Regions from separate parts of the Mus musculus genome. Here all the other regions are linked to region 2. A link is a contact called in public Hi-C and HiChIP or PLAC-seq data. All regions are on one chromosome and are shown on one strand. Each heading gives the region's core, a stretch centred on a gene start, on an enhancer-like site or on the middle of the called end of the contact. The rest is flanking DNA. Distances are from core to core; before and after follow the strand shown. Region 1 has its middle 27 kb from the start of Wnk1. Region 2 holds the start of B4galnt3 (beta-1,4-N-acetyl-galactosaminyl transferase 3). Region 3 overlaps Ninj2 (ninjurin 2).

Region 1 (3,842 bases), core at 318-2,817, 230 kb after region 2:
GCCAGCAAATGAATACTTGCCTTTTCCCTTACCTGTACCCGAGGGCCTTTGGGGTGGCTAGTTGGCAATAGCCTGTACACACCCACTTTTCAGACAAAGGGATTCTACATTTCTTAGGCTAAAAGACAAACGGAAGATGGTATGGCGTGGATGCAGAAACAGAAGGACTCAGGCTTGTGTGGAGAGTTCAGGGGACTTGCTTTTCTGCTCTATCTCTTGGTGAAGGAACTTAGTGAATAATCTCTTTGAGGGGCTTTAGTGTGTGTTTCTGTCCCTAGAGCAATACTGGAACCACATTATTAGCCCTTTCTTATATGGAGAAAGGCACTATAATGAAAATTGTAATAGTTGGCTATATGTGGTGGCTTCTGCCTGTAATTCGAGCATTTGAGAATCTGGGGCAGAAGGATCAGGAGTTCAAGACTGTTGTGGGCTACATTGTAAATTCAAGATCAGGTTGGGCTATATGAGATCTTGTCCAAAAAGGGGTTGTGGGTAGTGGGAGTGGAGAGATGGCTCTGTGATTAAGAGCACTTACTGTTCTTGCAGAGGACCTGGGTTCAGTTCCTGGCCCTCTGATCTGGCATCTCAAAACTACCTGTAATTCCAGCTCTAGGGGACCAGAGCCTTATTCTGGATTCTGTGGGCACCTGCACTTACATTCCTGTATATATGCACACACGCACGCATGCACTCACGCACACACACTTAAAAATAAAATAAAGCTGGGCGGTGGTGGTGCACGCCTTTAATTCCAGCACTTGGGAGGCAGAGGCAGGAGGATTTCTGAGTTCGAGGCCAGCCTGGTCTACAGAGTGAGTTCCAGGACAGCCAGGGCTATACAGAGAAACCCTGTCTCGAAAAACAAAAAACCAAAACCAAAACAAAAAACAAACAAACAAATAAAATAAAAATAATAAAAATAATGGGCCAGGTATGATAGCAAAGACCTCTAATCCCGGCATTGACAAAGGAGAGGTAGGCAGATTTCTGAGTTCAAGTATAGCCTGTTTTACAGAGAAAATTCCAGACCCAGCAGGACAACATAGTGAAGTCATGTCTTAAATGAACAAACAAATAAATACATTTAAAATTAAGGTAAAATTGTGTCAATGTCAGACAGCCTGGCCAGCTGAGAAGGGAATCTCAATCACGGTGTCACATAGATCAGATTGGCCTGGAAGCACATCTGTGTGGAATTGTCTTGATGGTTAACTGAGTAGTAGAGCCCAACCTAAGGTGGGCGACATAGTTCTCTAAGCAGTTGGTACTGGGCTGTATAAGGTTAGTCAAGCATGAACTTGTGAGTGAGCCTGCAAGCCAGGTCCCTCACCCTCACAGTTTCTCCTTCAAGTCCTGACTTCCTAGGATCCTGGATCTTTGTGATGGCTCAAATTGTATCTTAAGTTTAAATTAATGTGCTTAAGGGATTTATAAAACAAAAATGCCTCTAACCTGTAAACTGCACGTGCCCAAGGACAGATAGCTCCCTGGACTGCTGGGGGCTGTTGTTCATTTAAGATAAACAAGTTTCATTGCCCGACTGCATAGACCTGCTTTATCACACGTAGGTGGGAGGTGTGTAGGCAGGAAGTATGTCTGCCCTCAAAAGAACGAAGGCAGGAAGAGAGTAGTAGCCTTATAGGTTTTGCTTTTATAAACTTCTGAATAATGTATTTTGGGGCCATTCTCTGGGAATCCTGGGCATGGACCTGACCAGTGTCCACGCCATGGCCAGGACTTAATAAAGCTTATTTCAAATTTGGCAAAAAAAAAAAAAAAAAAAAAGTAGTACTGGTTAATCCTTACCTGGTGGGATTAGTGCAGCCTCTCTGACCTTTAGGTTTCAAACTTGGGACAAATGGCAGAGGCGCCTATTTAACATATCAAAGCAGATGCTGGCTTCCAGGTTGTCCCTCAGCCCCTAAGAAGGCCTTCCTGGCTGGCATACCCTGCCCCCTACTCTGAACCCTCCAGCCCAGGCTGCTGGCTTCTTCTCCCCTATATAACCCGGCCATTGTGGTTGCCCATCGTTTTTTGTGCCTTTGGCCTTCTGGCTGTGCTCCCGGATCTTTCTCCCCCTTCTCCCTCTCCCTTCCCCTCATCTCCCGCCATGGCCCAGCTCAGTCCGGTCACGTTTACTCAGGACTTTCCCAGGTGTCTCTGCCTCTGCTCTCCCTTTTATCTACAATAAACTTTCTCTTCTACCATACCTAGGAGCAGTCATGTTCTTTTCTCTCTCTTTCTTTCTTTCTTTCTTTCTTTCTTTCTTTCTTTCTTTCTTTCTTTCTTTCTTTCCTTCCTTCCTTCTTTCTTTCTCTCTCTCTCTCTCTCTCTCTTTCTCTCTTTCCTTCTTTCCTTTCTTTTTTTTGTTCCTATTCACTAAACTACAAGATTACTCAGCCTACAGTTGGGGTGAATCTCAAAACACCACATGGAGCCGTTTGTATCTGTTCTGTAATGTTTTCAATAAATCTGGGAGCAACAAAGCAAGCAAGAAAGAAAGAGGGCTTGTGCATGCTAGGCACTTTCTTGGTCATGGCTTTATGAAGCTCCACATGTTTACACAGGAGGAATCTGGCCCTCGGCAGGGTTTAAGTAACTTCAAAGTTTCCTCCTTATAGAAGGTGGAAGTGAGATTCTCCCGACTGTTCAACCCCAGCTCTTTCCATAACAAAGGACTGTCAGCCATGCCTTCTGCAAGTCATTAGCCATACAGCCACCATAGGATTGGGATAGCTTGGGGTTTAAAGCAAGGTTCTCAACTTTGGCCTGAAGCAGTCTCAGTTTTGTAAAATCCAGAAGGTACTGCCCTTCCTTCCACACCCAGTTTTTTATCTTACAGTGGGAGCCACAGGGTTTGTGCTCTCTTTCCTTTTCTCTCTGACTGAGGTCAGGGCTTCACTACACAGCCAAGGTGTACCTCCACGCTCTACCAGGTGTACCTCCACGCTCTACCAGGTGTACCTCCACGCTCTACCAGGAGAGCTGATTTTTTTTTTTCCGTTTGTTTGAGACAGGGTTTCTCTTTGTAGCTCTGGCTGTCCTGGAACTCACTCTGTAGACCAGGCTGGACTTGAATTCAGAGATCTGCCTGCCTCTGCCTCTTGAGTGCATGGACCACCACTACCCTGCTGGGAGTTGACTTTTTTTTTTTTTTTTTTAAATAATTCTAAACTTTTTTTTCAGTGAATTTGTATCAATGTTTAGTTTTATAATTTTAAAATAGTTATATAACTTTTATTAGATATTTTCTTTATTTACATTTCAAATGCTATCCCTGTTCCTTGTTTCCCCTCTGAAAGCCCCCTATCCCTTCCCCCCTCCCCCTGCTCACCAACACACCCACTCCTCTTCCTGGCCCTGGCAGTCCCCATACTGGGGCATCTAGCCTTCACAGGACCAAGGGCCTCTCCTCCCGTTGTTGACCGACTAGGCCATCCTCTGCTACATATGCAGCTAGAGCCATGAGTCCCACCATGTGTTTTCTTTGTTTGGTGTTTTAGTCCCAGGGAGCTCTGGAGATACTGGTTGGTTCATATTGTTGTTCCTCCTAAGGGGCTACAAACCCCTTCAACACCTTGGGTTCTTTCTCTAACTCCTTCACTGGAGACCTTGTGCTTTGCGTCCAATGGATCCACTTCTGTATTTGTCAGGCACTGGGGAGTTGATATTTTTGACAAAGAGATTTTGATGTTGTTGGTACCAGACTTTGAGATCAGCTGGCTTACAGTTACTATAGCTCCACCAGTGGACAAGCATTTTCCAAAATCACTTTCTAGTGATGATGGCTTGGAGAAGGTGATGGTGATGCTTTTGTGTATGAAGACTAACCATTCCAA
Region 2 (3,783 bases), core at 408-2,907:
CTCAGAACCTTTGGATGAGCAGTCAGTGCTCGTAACAGCTGAGCCATCTCTCCAGTTCCCGAGTTTTCTTATGGTAGTTTTACACACATGCGCATGCATGCGCACACTCACACACTTCATTATGTTCTTGTTCAGCCCTCTCCCACACAGCCTTTTCATCACTTCTTACCCCTCTGTTACTGACTGCCTTCCTCCCTCAGGTTCCTTCTGTTATCATGTAATGTGTATTCTATCAGTCTCTTTCCCCTCTTCCTCTTCTCTTAAGGATTTTTTTGAGATGGGGGCGCGTATACATGCGGCTGCACTCACCTACACTGGAAATCAAAACCAAGGCTTTGTGTATGCTAAACATTTCTCCTACAATTGGTATGTACGCCAGATCACTCTTCTCTTCTGCAGTCTCTACCCCTAGATTTCTTTTGTCTCTGTGCTGACCTTGGCTGACTTTAAAAAGCTTGCCTTGACCTTTCTTTCAAAGCTTCTATAATCATAAAAGAAGACCTTTTATGTGGCATGAGAGTTGGGAGAAAAGAAGAGACTCGGAAGGAAATAGCGCGAATCCACCTGTGGTACGGGCAGCTTAAGGAAGATGTGCCTCTCCTTTTCATTTTTTCTTTCTTTTTAAAATATTTTATTTCTCAAATGTACATGTGTGCCTCTTTGTGTGGGTATATTCATGTGAGTGGAGGCTGGAGCAGAAGCTAGAAGAGGAAGTTGGAATTAATGGGTTTGGGGAACCCACCTCAGGCCCTGAAGAAGAGCATCATACACTCTTTTCTCTTTTCTTTTTTTGAGATTTATTTGTTTATGCGTACGTACACTGTAACTGTCTTCAGACGCACCAGAAGAGGGCATCAGATCCCATTACAGATGGCTGAGGGCCACCATGTGGTTGCTGGGAATTGAACTCAGGACCCCTGGAAGATGCTTAATCACTGAGCCATCTCATCTCTCCAGACCCAGACCATGCACTCTTAATAGATGAGCCATCTCTACAGTTCTGCCAGACCCCCTTTCCATTTCCCTAGTTCTTTCATGGTTCTGGGATGGAACCCAGGGCCTCCTGAATGCTAAGCATTTGGTCTGCTCTTGAGTGGCCCCTCCATTTTTTTTTTTTTTTTAATCTCCAACAATCTTTCACCCAAAACACCTAAAACTGGAGAAACTCCTTGTAAAGGCTCCCCTGGTGCCTTTCAGTTGTAGTTGCGCCAGGGAAAAAACGGTATTCAAATTTGACTTGGAAGACAGTTAAGATTGAATGAAGTGTCAGTTAATTGTGACTAGGGTCTTTCTAGGTAGAGAAAGGTCCTGAGGCCAAAGTCACAGAGGTCACTTAAAAAAAATGTGTCTCAGCCCCACAGCAAGCTTCGAAAGAGCGCCTTCGAATATCTTGACGGTGACTGGGTTTTCTTGGTTCACAGAGTCCATGTCTTAGCTCGCATCTTCTTTCAGTCCCATATCCCTCATCATCACCCCACACACCCTCCCACATAACTCCAAGCCGGTGAGTACGCCAGGGACCAGCTCTCTCTGGCCCCACCTCTCCCCTTCCCTCATTCTCTAGGGGGCGGGGCCCACCTGCGCCTGGGGGCGGGGCCAAGGCGTGGGCGGGACAGGTAGGGAGTAAGGTAATGCTCGGAGCTGAGAGAAAGCGCCCTAACTGCAGCAAGCAAGCGCAGGGGCCGGAGGGCAACTAGGAGAGCCTCCTGGGCAGAGCGCTGGAGTGAGAAAGAAGAGAGGGAGGGAGGTGGCGGGCCTGCGACGAGGAGAGGCGTGGAGCGGACACTTGGGGAGGAGGAGCCCGGCTCCGCGGCCGGAGAACGACCTGCGAGGCACCCGCGCAGCCCAGGATCACCCCAACGCGTCGAGCATGAGCAGTCGGCCCGCTGGAGAGCGACCCGGGGAGACTGGCTGTGCGCCGCGCTGAGCGGCGGAGCCGGGCCGGAACGACGGGTGGGTAGCGGGTGCTGGAGCGGCAGGCTGGGCGAAGCGCCATGGGGAGCCCCCGCGCCGCGTTGCTGATGCTGCTCCTGCGCCCGATCAAGCTGCTGAGGAGGCGCTTCCGGCTGCTGCTGCTGCTCGCCGTAGTATCGGTGGGACTCTGGACTCTGTATCTGGAGCTGGTGGCGTCGGCCCAGGCCGGCGGGAACCCCCTGAACCACAGTAAGTAGCGCCGGGGGGCGAGGAGGTGGCGGAGGTGGGCGGGCGCTCCGGGCGGGGACCCGCCTCTCCGAGCTGATTCCAGGTGCCGGCGCCGCCCCGCGCTTTCCTGGGGACCTGGGCTTGTCGAGGCCACTGTGGGTCGCTGATCCTGGCCTGCCCACTCAGGACAGAGTGGAGCCGGGACGCTCTCAGGACATCCGGAGCGCTGGTGGAGGATTGGGGCGCCTTCCACCGTGCGGGAGCCACAGCCTCGCGGGACAGAGCTGTTTGCGAGCGCGGGCTCTGGGGCTGCGGCGCACTCGGCCACACGCTGCGATCAGAGCCTCCCCAACTTTGCCCTCGGCTTGCTGGAGTGGTTGGCTCGCTGTTTCCCCTCCAGCCGAGCTTTCGGGGGTTCCTTTTCAAAAAGCACCTCCGAGAGAGACGCCTGGCCTTCCCGCCTTGCGTGCGCCTCTTTTTCCAAGAGTCCCACCTCCTGAATGCGTGGTTCTCTGCTGGTCCAGACTGCCTCCTCCAGTGTTTTCACACTCTCCGCAATACCCACAGATCTAACAAACTCCCCAGACCCCGCCCAAGGCGACCCTGCCATGAGTAAATTCCTACTTGTATTTTTATTTCATCAAAGCACTCAAGTTTCTGCTTAGGAAAAGGGGAGGAAATGGCCTATCCCCTCTTCAATGGATATGATTATTACCCACAGTGACTTTCAGTATACTTTTGATAGGCTTAATAAAATTAAAAGTCATCTAGTAGCCAGAAAGGAGTGGAGAAGTTTCGAGAAGGGTCAGGTGCTCTTCTCCAGCCTTGAGGGGGGGGGGTGTGGGGGGAAGTTCTACTTCATCTTCTCACTGGGTCTCACTTTCCTGCTTTAAGAAACTCAAAGACTACCCTCCTGGTAGATTTTTTTGGCCAACAGTTTTTCTCTTAGCTGGATGTGATGGTTTATCTTTTGTGGCTCAGAAGAAGAAATGAGTGTCCTAGTCAGTAACTAAGCAGGATCGGTTTGGAGATGTACTCTTATAGCCCTACCTCTCTATGGCTGTGGACACAATTCTGGCTGTGAACTAGAAGATGCTGTTACAAGGGATCAAGCTATGGCTGTAGCTAGAGATCAAGAGGCAAGAGGAATCCTGCCTACATGGTCTCCAGGGTCCCTCTCAGTTGGGCTGTGGAGATTGTATGGCCTCTGACACTTGAACATTTCCAACGTGAGAGAGCCCCTACTTGGGGGAAGACCGAGGACGGTTGCACTCAGCCACAAGCATGTAGTCTTACAAAGAAGTCTTCCTTGCCTTGACCCCACTCTTCCTCCTCAGGTTTTGTTGCAGGTAGCTGAATTTTCTTGGAGTGTGTAACGGTGGGAGGTGTGGATTCATCTTCCTTGGAAGGCCTTTGCCAGCCTGGTTAGTGGGATAGTCTACATAAAATAGACAGGGAAGCAGTCGCTTTGTGATCCTGAAGTCAGTGGCTGCCTTTGCTCCTTTTCGCCTGTCCTCTGCCGCAGGTGTCACGAGTCTCTTCTGAGACCAGGTCCAGGTGGCCAGAATAATAATAAGTTGCACTCTGGCTCTGGGTCTCTGGATCCTGCCGCCTTCTTCATACCAGACTTGTGGCCTTTTT
Region 3 (4,044 bases), core at 368-2,867, 180 kb after region 2:
CAGCCAGTTAGAAAATAGGGTTAGACCTTCCTCAATCTGTATACTCACTTTAGAGTAGCTCCTACAGGTGGTTGGTAGACCTTTCTCTTGTCTAGTCATGCTTTGAGATTAAATTATTTGACAATCTGCCTATACTGACTTTCAAATAATAAAAACCAGCCATTAGCTGGGATCTCAGCAAAAAAACCAAACAAATTTTGCCTTGCGCATATGCCAAGCTTTCTGGACCTTCAAACTGCGACCAACGTCCTCAGGTTGTATGGGTCTATAGCAAGGTTCTGCTTGCAGAGGCTCTCAACTATAGCTTAGTCTTGTGCTCTCTATACCAGGCAGAGAGGATGGGAAAAGAAATAAGTCCCAAACCTGGATGCTTCTCTTGGAAGTCAGGTCAAAATTCCACACACATCTTTGACTCTGCTCTTGGTAAATTCTAGCGGAATTCTTAAGCACTGTCCTAGTATGGCTAAGGTTGAAAAATGTCCTAACAATATCATACTTCAAAATGGTCCTGCCGGGCAGTGGTGGCGCACGCACACCTTTAATCCCAGCATTTGGGAGGCAGAGGCAGGCGAATTTCTGAGTTTGAGGTCAGCCTGGTCTACAGAGTGAGTTCCAGGACAAGTCAGTGCTATACAGAGAAACCCTGTCTCGGAAAACAAACAGAAAGAAAGAAAGAAAGAAAGAAAGAAGGGAGGGAGGGAGGGAGGGAGGGAGGGAGGGAGGGAGGGAGGGAGGGAGGGAGGGAAAGAAAGGAAAAGAAAAAAAAATGGTCCTGCATAGGCCTCACCCAGAGATCTGACAGCGTCTGTTATCCCTTGCTAGCTTGTATTGTACTCTCTATATAAGCTCACATGACGGTGAGCAAAGGAACTTTCTCTCATCTTTTAAATTTTTTCATCTATAAATTGGATTTCTCTGACCAGAAGTAAAACAAAACAAAACAAAACAAAACAAAACAAAACAAAACAAAACATCCCATCCACAAAACACCGGGCCTTCAAAAGCGGTAGCTGTCACTCTGAGGTGACTGCAGTAGCAGCAGCTGTAACAGAAGGGAAGCCTTGGGGGAAACTCAGCAGGAAACCAAGAACTCCTCTTCTGCGAAAAAGGGAACTGAAACAACCCCACTGAGCCCTGCAGCAGGGCTGAGCTCCGGAGTTTGCTGTGCAGGGGCTGGCTCCGGAGGAGAGGAGGAGCCAGTCGCCTTGAGTCCCCCCACCCCCACCCCCCAGACTGGAGGGCTGGGAAGTGCTCCCTCGGGCGGCCACAGTCAGCTGACCGTGTGCACGCTCCCATTCCCCCGCCCCCCCAGCTGTCCCCAGTCCGCCCCCCTCCCCCGTCTCGTCCCCCTCCTCCACCTCTCCGCCTGGTTGTGTGACTTGTAGGGACACTAGAAATGCTGGTAGTTGCTAAAGTTCCAGCCTTCACACCCAGATCTGTGCGGCTGCTTGATGCATGGCCCTCAGAACTAGATAAAGGCAGAATGAGCTCTGCTCAGGGTCTGTATTTACAAACGTCCTCCACTAAGCCTCACAAGAACTCTCTGGAGTGTGTACAGCCGGTCTAGGCCTGCAGGACCAAGGCTCTGTCGTGACTGGGTTGTGGACACCTCAGTGACAGGGCCCTTACCTAGCAGGCATCCGGATTACAAGGCATGAGTTTTTCTGACTAACTCAGCTTCATACCAGGATGGCAAAAAGCCCCCATTCGAAAACCCCCACAGGCGTCATTGTGTGCTTGGAGGCCATCATGGAGGGCACATCAGAGCTCCCTGAAACAAAGCTAAAGGACTTTCCAGAAGGGGTGGAGGCGGCCTTTGGATATGACGTACACACTTTAAGTCCCCCATAGGTTAGTATTACATTGAGCCACCTCTTTCCACAGATCCTTTTTGTTGTTTGGTTGGGTTTTTTGTTTTTGTTTTTGTTTTTGTTTTGTTTTTTGTTGTTGTCTTTGCTTCTGAGGCTGAAGGTGAGCACAGACAGGGTCCTGAAAATAAGTGTTCTACCACTGAGTGACACCCAAAGCCCACAAGCTATTTAATGCCATTAACCAAATGAGGAGATTCCCCTGCCATGTCTCTTCTGGAGCCCCTTCCTCTCAGATAACAGGGACAGTCCGGTGTCAGAGACCATTTTGTCACTCTGGGGTTGGGTTTTGAATTACCAGCTCATTCCGGAGGCCCTATTATAATACTTGCTCTGGGTCCCAAAGGTCCCAGAGCATCTCTAGTTCCACCTTTGTACCCACATTTACTCATTTTTCTATTGGTAGCCCTCTAAGGTGGAAGGATGCCACCAGAGTGAGGGGCTGGGTTCAGATTGGAACCTCCGCACTGAATGTCTCCCCTGACCAAACCAGGGCAGGACAGCAAGACCCCATCTCGAAAACAAGACTTCCTTTCTTGAGTGTTCCTCACATAAAAGGCAGTTTTTTTTTTTAAGAAGACAAACAGGGCTCCAGCAGCTGGGTGAGAGTTGGTTAAAGGCAGACTGGTGGAGACCAAGCTCTCGTGGACAGCTACTTAATACCCTACGAAGGTAACCTTAATCCCCTATGGATCCCTTTATAGATGAGGCTCCTGAAAGGTTACTCATGCAAGTGCTCAGCGGTAGAACAAAAGCCAAGGGCCATGAGGCGACAGTGGATGGGATCTAGCTGTAGAAGGAGAGAGAACTTTCTAGATAGGGGAAACAGTATTTATAGGATCTCAGCATGCAGGGGAGGTGGGCAGGGGTTACTTGCAGGCCATTTTGCCTGCTAGGTAAATGTGCACAACAAGTCTTGAGCTGTGAGCTTCCCCAAGTCTACTTGAAACCTGAAAGAGAAACATTGCTGCCTACATGGTACCGTAGGGCTGTGCACACATTAGACAAACCCTCTGAGCTACATCCCCAGGCCAGAACTGAACACCGCAATTAATTCCTGAATTCAAATACTGCATTTTTCATTGTGTGGTGCATGCCTGTAACCCCAGTTTTGGGGATGCTGTGGCAGGAGGATTGCTGAGAGTTTGAAGCCAGCCTGATGAGAAATTTTATCCAAAAAAAAAAAAAAAAGCTAATTAACCTTGGTGTATGTTGTTTGTATTTATTTGCAATTCAAACAAATAATACTGTTTAGAAAATTAGGAAAAAACAAAGCAAAAATTCTTTTAAAGGGTTTATATCCAAATTTTTATTTAGCGAATAATATGGGTGTATTTTAATACATTTGATTTAAAAAAACAAAAACAAGTAGAGCAAACAGAGCAGCCATGGTTCTGGGGTTGGGATGTACCCCTGAGGGCATGGGGAGCTACCAGCAGAATCAGGGGAATGCTCTCTGTTACTGCCTTCCACACAGAAGGGAATCTTTCCTCAGAGCCAAGATTAGCATAACATGATAGCATTATACAATCCTATTATTCTTTGATTTCTCCATCACCAACCTGACTCAGCTTTCTAAATCTACTTAAGACCTGGGAGTGTGGGTTTTGCCAAATCTAGCCCTGCTCACTTTGAGACAGAGTCCCACTCTGCAGCCGAGGCTGACCGTAGCTAGACTTGTAGCAATCCTCCTGCCTTAGCCTCCCAAATGCTGAGATCACCTGGCCTGAGCCAAGCCCAGCTTTGCTAAATCCTTTCTTATTAAGTCCAATAAAGTTGTAGTCTAGGGAAGGACTGGAGCCCACGTGATCCAGAGAGACATTCAAACTCGGCTACTTGCCTCGTGGTGACTTTGCACAAATGACCTATCTTTTCTGAAGTTAAAAAAAAAAAAATTAAAGACATAACATGTCCCTCACAGAATTAAGGGAGGTAAACTGTACATAAAGCCCCTGCCACAGACTATGTATTTAGAAATAAGCTGTAAGCCGTTGTCAGATACACACAGCTCCTCTGGTCCCTCATCGAGTTGTCTGTCTGTAGAACACAGCAGAGGGCAGGGTGAATACTTTTCATCAATTTTCTGAAGTAAAAATTGTCCCCACTTCACAGATGAGGAAACTAAGGCTCAAAGATCAGATAAATGCTCAGTGAGCCCCGGATAGACAACTCCTAA

Evidence for each region. A called contact is a pair of places that touch in the nucleus more often than the background predicts. HiChIP or PLAC-seq counts read pairs in DNA pulled down with a chosen protein or histone mark.
Region 1: a contact with region 2 is called in an H3K27ac HiChIP or PLAC-seq map of embryonic stem cells, with 8 read pairs. The contact joins the enhancer-like site here to the promoter of B4galnt3 in region 2. A contact is called at or near these places in 2 of 39 promoter capture datasets (hippocampal neurons and liver), 2 of 484 Hi-C or Micro-C datasets (the AML12 cell line and nephron progenitors), 3 of 115 datasets of contacts at active chromatin or transcription factors (craniofacial prominence and embryonic stem cells) and 1 of 9 other capture datasets (pancreatic islet).
Region 3: a contact with region 2 is called in a Hi-C map of nephron progenitors, with 3 times the contacts expected there. The contact joins the enhancer-like site here to the promoter of B4galnt3 in region 2. A contact is called at or near these places in 3 of 39 promoter capture datasets (the 3T3-L1 cell line, cranial neural crest and pre-B cells), 2 of 484 Hi-C or Micro-C datasets (both in nephron progenitors) and 5 of 115 datasets of contacts at active chromatin or transcription factors (craniofacial prominence, embryonic stem cells and stem cell-derived neural progenitor cells).

Annotation. Positions count from the first base shown.
Region 1 is chr6:120,063,671-120,067,512 of GRCm38.p6, reverse strand. No RefSeq gene overlaps it. Among named protein-coding and RNA genes, the nearest start is that of Wnk1, 27 kb to the right of the region's middle. Within about 2 kb of position 1,567, at least 49 of the 459 cell types and tissues checked have an H3K27ac peak or open chromatin away from gene starts, as enhancers often do. A contact at or near this core is called in embryonic stem cells, where this site is marked.
Region 2 is chr6:120,292,771-120,296,553 of GRCm38.p6, reverse strand. It overlaps B4galnt3 (beta-1,4-N-acetyl-galactosaminyl transferase 3), which reads left to right and starts at 1,657. Exons shown (of 20, transcript NM_198884.2): 1 at 1,657-2,163. The coding sequence starts at 1,995.
Region 3 is chr6:120,109,719-120,113,762 of GRCm38.p6, reverse strand. The region is part of intron 1 of Ninj2 (ninjurin 2); the gene reads right to left. Among named protein-coding and RNA genes, the nearest start is that of Ninj2, 18 kb to the right of the region's middle. Within about 2 kb of position 1,617, at least 265 of the 459 cell types and tissues checked have an H3K27ac peak or open chromatin away from gene starts, as enhancers often do. A contact at or near this core is called in craniofacial prominence, embryonic stem cells, nephron progenitors and 2 more, where this site is marked.